2 separate regions of the Macaca mulatta genome follow, and region 1 is linked to region 2. A link is a contact called in public Hi-C data. All regions are on one chromosome and are shown on one strand. Each heading gives the region's core, a stretch centred on a gene start, on an enhancer-like site or on the middle of the called end of the contact. The rest is flanking DNA. Distances are from core to core; before and after follow the strand shown.

Region 1 (3,922 bases), core at 905-3,404, 42 kb before region 2:
AAACTAACTGAGACTGGGCAATTTATGACAAAAAGAGGTTTAATTGACTCACAGTTCTGCAGGCTTAATAGAAAGCATGACTAGGAGGCCTCAGGAAACATATTCATGGCAGAAGACAAAGGGGAAGCAAGCACATCTTACCATGGCAGAGCAGGAGAGAGAGAATGAGTGAGGGAGAAGTGCCAGACACTTTCAAGAAACCCAATCTCATGAGAACTGACTATCACAAGAATAGCGAGGGGGAAGTTCGCCCCATGATTCAATCACCTCCCACCAGACTCCTGGGGATTACAATTTAAGGTGAGATTTGGGTGGGGACACACAGTCAAACCATATCACCCAGCTACTCAGGGGGCTGAGGCAGGAGGATTGCTTGAACCTGGGAGACAGAGGTTGCAGTGGGCCACGATCACACCATTGCACGCAAGCCTGAGCAACAGAGCAAGAACCTGTAACAACAACAACAACAACAACAACAACAACAACAACAACAGCAGCAACAAAAACAAAACCCCCAATCATATTTTTACATACTATCTGACATAGTTGGAGTATTTCTCCCTTCCAAATCTCATCTTAATATCGGATCCCAAGTGTGGGGCCTAGTTGGGGGTGTCTGGGTCACAGGGGCAGATCCTTCAGGAAAACTTAGTGCTGCCACTGCATAATGAGTGAGTTCTCACTCTGTTAGCTGCCTCCAGAGCTGACTGTTGAAAAGAGCCTGACTACTACCTCCCCTTTCTCTTGCTTCTGCTCTGGCCATGTGATCTGCACAGGCAGCCTCCCCTTCACTGAGTGCAAGCAGCCTGAAGGCCTCACCAGAAGCAGCCTGCAGGAGCGTAAGCCAAATGAACCTCTTTTATTTGTAAAGTATTCAGTCTCAGGCATTCCTTTTTAGCAACTCAGACTAAGACACTATCAAAGAAAACGGAAAATTGAAAATTGAAAATGTCATTTACATAATATCAAGAAGTATATGTTCCTCCCATCCTTAGATTTATGGATAAATCTGACATAGGGTGATATGGTTTGGCTGCGTCCCTGCCCAAATCTCATTTTGAACTGTAGTTACCATAATCCCCAGGTGTCCTGGGAGGGAGCCGGTGGGAGGTAACTGAATCATGGGGGTGGCTATTCCCCTGCTGTCCTCTGATAGTGAGATCTCACAAGATCTGATGGTTTTATAAGGGGCTTTTCCCTCTTTGCTCCGCACTTCTCCTTCCTGCAGCCCTGAAAAGAAGGACGTTTGCTTCCGCTTCTGCCATGATTTTAAGTTTCCTGAAGCCTCCCCAGCCATGCTGAACTGTAAGTCAATTAAACGTCTTTCCTTTATAAATTACCCAGCCTCAGGTATGTCTTTATCAGCAGTGTGAGAATGGACTATATACGGCTAGACCTGACAAAAGATCAAAACATTTGCTGAGTGAAGTAACAACGAAATAAATGAAGAAGCTTACTTTGTTTAAGGGTCATAACTAAATATTGTTAACATGTAAATTATTCTCATATGGACCTATAGACGAAATGTGACTCCAATCACAATCGCAACTTTTTAAAGTGACAAGCCGATTTTAGTAGTCATATGAAAACCCAAGGGATTAGATGAACAAAAACATTTTTGAAAAAGAACAAGAAATTGGAGGCCAAACACGATCTGATTTTAAGATTCTTATGAATCTACAGGAATCAAGACAATGTGGTATTTTTGTAGAGAGAAATAGAATAAATTGTCGGAACAGAATACAAAGTCTAAGAATAGACCCACAACTGATGCTTTAGGGACAATTGATTTTTAACATAGGTGCAAAAGCTATTCAGGGAGAAAAAGAAAGCTCTCTGAACAAATGACGCTATTCATATGCAAAAAAATGACCTAAGATCCATACTTGCACCACAAAGAGAAATTAGCTCTAATTAGATCACAGACCTCAATATAAAACCTAAAATTCTAAAACTTGTGTCAGAAAATACAGAAGAGATCCTCTGTGTCCTTGGGTTAGGCAAATTCCTCGGACAGACAAAAAACAAATCCTAAAATCCAATCTGAGCCGCCGCACAGCCCTGCTCTCTCCACTCAGCCTGAAGTCACCGCTCGGGTCCCGCCCCTCTCCCCACCCGGGACCCTCCTGGCCCCGCCCCAATCCGCCCGCTCCGCCCCGCCCCGTTGTCTCGTCTCCACCCGGAAGAGCCGCCGGGGCAGGGAAGTTGAGGCGGTCCGCGGCTCGGCGTCGGTCGGGAGCGCAGGCCAGGCAGAGCCGCAGGCGCTAGGCCGCCCGACAGAGCCCGCGCGTCCCCGTAGCGGGTGGCGCCTCGAGCGGCCACGCGCACGCGCGCACCCCGCCCCACCAGCCTTCTAGCGCCAGAGACGAACCCGCCACCTGGCTGGAGCTCTCTGGGCCCCTCGGCCTCGGGAGCAGCGCGTCCCCGGCGACTTCTGGCACAACCAGTAAGTGATAGCCGCCTCTTCCTTTCGCGGTTATGTTTTTCTCCAGTTCGTCCCAAGTCTCGTTCACGTTTCATTACTTCAAAAACTATTCAACTCCGGGACCGGACAGGCACGGGAGCTGCCCGAGAGAAGAGCCCGGGAAGTGTCAGAGACTACCAACGTGTCGTGGGGCAGGGGTTGCGCGCAGAGACCCTCTGAATTAGAAAGTTTGGAAAGCATGCCTCCAAAACCGAGCGACTCCACGTTTGCCAGGCGCCCCTGGGGCAGCCCAGCGGCGGGGAGAAGGCGCGAAATGGCGCGCTCCCGCAGTGAGAGGGGCGGAGGGAGTGGGGCGGGGCCGAGGGCGCGCGTCCGGCCAGCCCGCGCGCAGGGGGCGGGGCTCCCGGCAGGTGCAGGCGGGCGGGGCGGGGCGGGGCTGCAGCGATTCCGGAGACAACTGGGGAATGTCAGTGCAGTTAGGCACTCTCTTCTTTTCGACGCTTCGCTGTGATCAAGAGGACAAAGTAAAGCAAATGATTGTATTTTGACCCCAAATATTCAATAAGAAAAGGAAAGAGAACGTGAAGGTTGTGAAATGACCCTTCCCAAAACAAAAATTGCCTCCCGTGTGTATCTGGGTGGGTAGTAGGTGCGTTGAGTTAGCAAACTGCTTGTAGCACAGTTAATTAGACAGTTTTGCGTAGATGTTGAAAGGGAATGAAGAACGATGGTCCATACAACCATAGAAATGCTGGCCTAACTAGGCAAAATTTAATCTAACGTTAAAATTTTAATTTGAACGTTGAATTCTGCTGCTGCCCTTTTCCTGCCTTGTGTGGAGCTGTTTTTCAAATTGCTAAATTTGTGGCTCTAAACTTAATATGCTTTAATAAAATCATAGTGATTCTCTTGTAGCCACTCTTGGGAGTCCAGATTTTCTTTTTTTTTTTTTTTTTTTTTGCAAAGTCCACATTGTGGAAATATTCCTTCCCAAGTACTTTTTCTGTTTTACACTTGGCTGAATTTATATTGCTTAACCAAAAACAAATTACCGTGGAGGCCATAATTTATTTTCACTCATTGTCTTGGATATACATTTACTCATTCTTACTCTCACCCTGGCCTCCTATAGTTGTCAGGATTCTTGACCTAACTTGTATATACTTCTTACACCTTTCACACCTTGCGGAATAGCAGGTTCTCAGAGAAAGCAAAATATAGCAGACAGCGTGTATAACACATACTTTGGATGATAAACTGCGAACTTTATAGCAATCTCCTTTAATATTCGTATTTGTAGAGCCCAGTACAATAAATGTTGGACAAATGAAATAAGTCAAATTTAAGTACACCTCTTCTCCAGTGCTCAATTTCTTTCCAAACCAAATAAGTGTTTCTTATTTGGACAGATTGTTTGTAACTGTCCAGTTACCTGGGATCGTCACCTTATTTAAATTTAACCTCCCTCTCCTTTGTGCTCCTATTCATATTGCATTT
Region 2 (3,696 bases), core at 856-3,355:
AATACCCCTAAGTGTTATCAATGGCCTATTTGAAATTATTTTAATAAATGAATCATCTTTCAAAATTTGCCCTATATATGTATGTGCATTTATACTCTATATAGGTTTACCAAAAAAAAAAAAAAAAAAAAAAAAAACCCCACAGAGGGGCACATGTTAAAGTAGTAATTGTGATTACCTAAAGGAGATAGGGGAAGGCATTGAGTACAGAGAACTGTTAACTTTATATATGCCTGTACAACTTTCTAAAAGTTTATTACAATGATATATATTGTTTTATAATTAAAATTAACCTTACATATGATACATACATTTTAGAGATTAAAAACTAGTTTTTAAAATGAAAAGTTTTACATGCCACGATTAGCCAAATCATCTTCAGAGCATTTTAAAAATACACTTCTAGTTCAAAGAAGTATGCCCCTCATCGATGAAGTTAAACTATTTCCCCTTCAAAACTGGCAAATGAAGTACTGAATTACTTTAGTAAAATATAATTAAAGCAAAGATAATTGTTGTTTTAGCTTTCTAAATATTTATTACTAAACATATTAAGAATACGTATTTTTAAGACCTTAAAATATATGTAGAAAAAATACCAGGAATTCTTGGACTGACATGAGTTGTTTACCTTAATTTCCTAGCCTACGTTTGTGTTTTATGTTTAGGGTGTGTTCTGCATCTGGATGTGGAGTTATTTTACATTTCAACACGCTCTTGAAGAAAGTCTTCTTTCAGACTATTTAGAAGGCAGAGATTAAGTCCTGGAAATTATTTAAGTATCTTATTTCTGCTCTTAGGTTAAATGTAACTTCCTAGCTCAGCTCTCTCTCTCTTCCTGAGATTAGCTTTTCGTCATTAGGGGAAAGGAGTCCACGTTGGTTGGGGAGCCTGCGCGCCAGCATCCCGGCGCATCCCGGGCACCGGCCGAAGAGGACCGGCCGAACAGGACCCGCGGCCCCCGGGGAGTGCCGGCGCCCAGCCCGCGGCGCGGAGGGGCCGAGCCTGCGCCCGCCTCCCCCGCTGGTTGGTCGAGGAAGCCAGAAATCAGCGCGAGGACAGCCTCGCTCTCCTCCCCGAAGCGGCCAGGCATGGCCAGCCCGGAGAGTGCGGCGACTCCACCGTGAGCTCTCGAGAGTTACTGCCTCCCTTTCGCCGGGGGCAGGCGGGCGAAGGGGCAAGAAGAGGCGCCGTGCGCCGGGGTCGCTGGCCCAATTCTCGACTGGGGTAAGATGGCTCCGCTCCGAACTCGCCGGCGCGACCACACGCACAGCCTCTCCCTTCCCAGCCTCCGTGCCCGGGCCCGGAGGGTCGCGGAAGCTGTTGGCGGCGCTAAGCCAGCCCGGCGCGACCCCAGGAGGCGCCGCGGGCGCGAGTGCGGGTCTCCGAGCTGCCCGCCCGCAGACAAAGCTGACAACATGGCTTCCTCCGCTCAAACAAGTTCCTCGCAAGTTGAGCCCGGCAGGCGCCTGGGCTGCGGCGGAAAGCCGCGCGCGCCTCGGCGGCCGTCGACCATCAACTTGAAGTTTCCCTCCGCAGAGCAGCCCGCGGCCGCCAGGCGCCGAACACAGCCGCCCAGCGCGAGGCCGGGCCCGGGAAACTTTCAACGTCTGCAGCCCGCAACTGACAGCCCGGGCGCACGGGCGCCGCACTCACCTTCAGACAGGTCCTCGATGCACTCGAAGGTGATCTCGAACTGGAACGGGTTGTAGAAAGGAGAAGGGTTATCCAGCACCACTACATTGTTCACCTGAACCTTTGCCATATTTTGAAAAAAACACAAACAATGGGAACTGGGGCTGGTTGCGGCACAATAAAGTCCAGCGCGCGGCCGCTCGGGAGAGCGCAGACCCCCGCCCCAGCGCCGGCCCGACGTTGTGCAGCGGCGACTTGAGAAACTTTTTTTTTCCTCTTTTTATTTACACGGGAGCACTCCACAGTGTTTTGCAGCTTTCCTATTTCACTAAACTACAGCCCATTCTGCTCTGATAAGTAGCAGCGTTGCCCTCGATTGGCTGCACCCGAGCTCTGACCCTCCTCCTCCAGCGAGGGCCTCGGCAGCCAGCAAGATGGGCTCCCGCTCCCGGAATGGACTCGGAAACTTTAACTGCGGCTCCACCTGCTGGTGTGGATTAGGACAAAGGCGGAGAACAAAGTGAGTGGAATAAGGGCTGGGAGGCCCGCGCGGAGGCCGCCGGCGGCGGCGCGGAGAGGGGCGGCGGGGGCGTGGCCGCGGCGGGGAGGCGTGGCCGCGGCGGGAGGGCGCGATTCGGCCGACGCCCGCCCCTCCGGTTGGCTTCGTGTGGGTGTTTTGGCGTTTTTTGTTTTTTTGTGGTTTTTTGTGTTTTTTTTTTTTTTTTTAATTTTTTAACGCTCTTTTTACATCATTGCAACAGCTTTGCCGGCCTTGCTGAATTTAGCAGATGAGAATCGGTGTTTACACTGGGTTAGGTTCAGCTTTCTGTGTATCGGGTAGTAGTTGGAGTAGAGAAAAAGATTGCCTGCAGGGGAAATAAATTGCATGTTATAGACCGATGTCAGCTCGAAAGGAGCAAAGCCATTTTGGAAATCTAGCTCTTGGCCAGTATCTACGTTTAGGCACGACAGCGCCGTTAAGCAACACAAAATGAAGGGCGAGGAATGATTTTCCACACACTGTGCTTGGAAAATTTAAATAGGTAACCTTTGGGCTTACACCTGGGCGTCTTCTTCGGAGTCCAGATCTGGAAAGTCCTAGAATAAGAAAAAAATCACAAGAGGTGTGATCAGTTATACCCTAGGTTACTGCCATTGGGAGAGCATAGCAGGAACATAAAAGGAGAAAATGGAAGTGTCAGGAGACCAACAGGGCAACACACATAATAGAGATGGGGAAAAGAACACGAAGACATAGCAAGACATTTGATCTTCAAAAAAATTTCTGACCTAAACCATTAGTAAAGCAAATTCTGAGGAGCCCTTGCTTGCCTGTAACCAGTTGAGATCTGAACTGAGGAAATGTTGATTCGTTTATGCTGTTTGACTACCATTGCGGGGAAAGAGAAAGCTTTAACACATTTGTGAGCCTAAACCGTTTCTATTACTAGTAAGTGGTATAAAGATTTGTTTTTATTACCTGCTATCCATAAACCGTCACTTTTTTCCTTAAATGTTGTGAATGAAACCACCAAACTTGGCCAAATTCAGAGAGAAAATTAATTCTGAAGTATCTGCTCTGGAAGAGTTTTCTCTTAGGATAGTGCCCAGAATGTTGATTTGTCATTCTTTGGGCATTGTTCATACTTAAGTAGGTGGCTTTTGATGAAACGTTTTCATCTGATGGTCTTTTGAAAGTTAATGTGAGACAGCTAATGTCAGCCCCTCCTACATTTAGGAAGACCAGTTAGAGTGGGGAAGAGTTCCCTTTTTTTGTCATGGATTGAACAGTTAGATATAGGACCTACCAGGAAAGACTTCTTCAAGCCAGTTGTTTGTGACATTAGAGTATTAAGAGTCAAACCATGGTGATAGACACAGATTTTTGTGACTGATAAACCATATACTCTTCATTGTTATTGGTGCTGGTTCTAACACTAGCTAAGATAAAGTGGAAATTGCTATATGCTGTAAGACACTCTGTATGTGTAAGGTAAAATGACCATTTGAAGATTAAAACTCCTGTGAGACTGGTGTATGCAGCTCTGTGATTATTACAGG

Evidence for each region. Hi-C and Micro-C count contacts between places; a contact is called where the count stands out from the background.
Region 1: a Hi-C map of cortical neurons shows a contact between it and region 2, with 6 times the contacts expected there. The contact joins the promoter of MCM9 here to the promoter of ASF1A in region 2. A contact is called at or near these places in 2 of 14 Hi-C or Micro-C datasets (cortical neurons and prefrontal cortex).

Annotation. Positions count from the first base shown.
Region 1 is chr4:23,900,580-23,904,501 of T2T-MMU8v2.0, reverse strand. MCM9 (minichromosome maintenance 9 homologous recombination repair factor) reads left to right here and starts at 2,154. Exons shown (of 12, transcript XM_077999315.1): 1 at 2,154-2,446.
Region 2 is chr4:23,858,927-23,862,622 of T2T-MMU8v2.0, reverse strand. It overlaps ASF1A (anti-silencing function 1A histone chaperone), which reads right to left and starts at 2,105. Exons shown (of 4, transcript NM_001194486.1): 1 at 1,657-2,105. The coding sequence starts at 1,765. All of the region lies in intron 7 of MCM9 (minichromosome maintenance 9 homologous recombination repair factor), which reads left to right.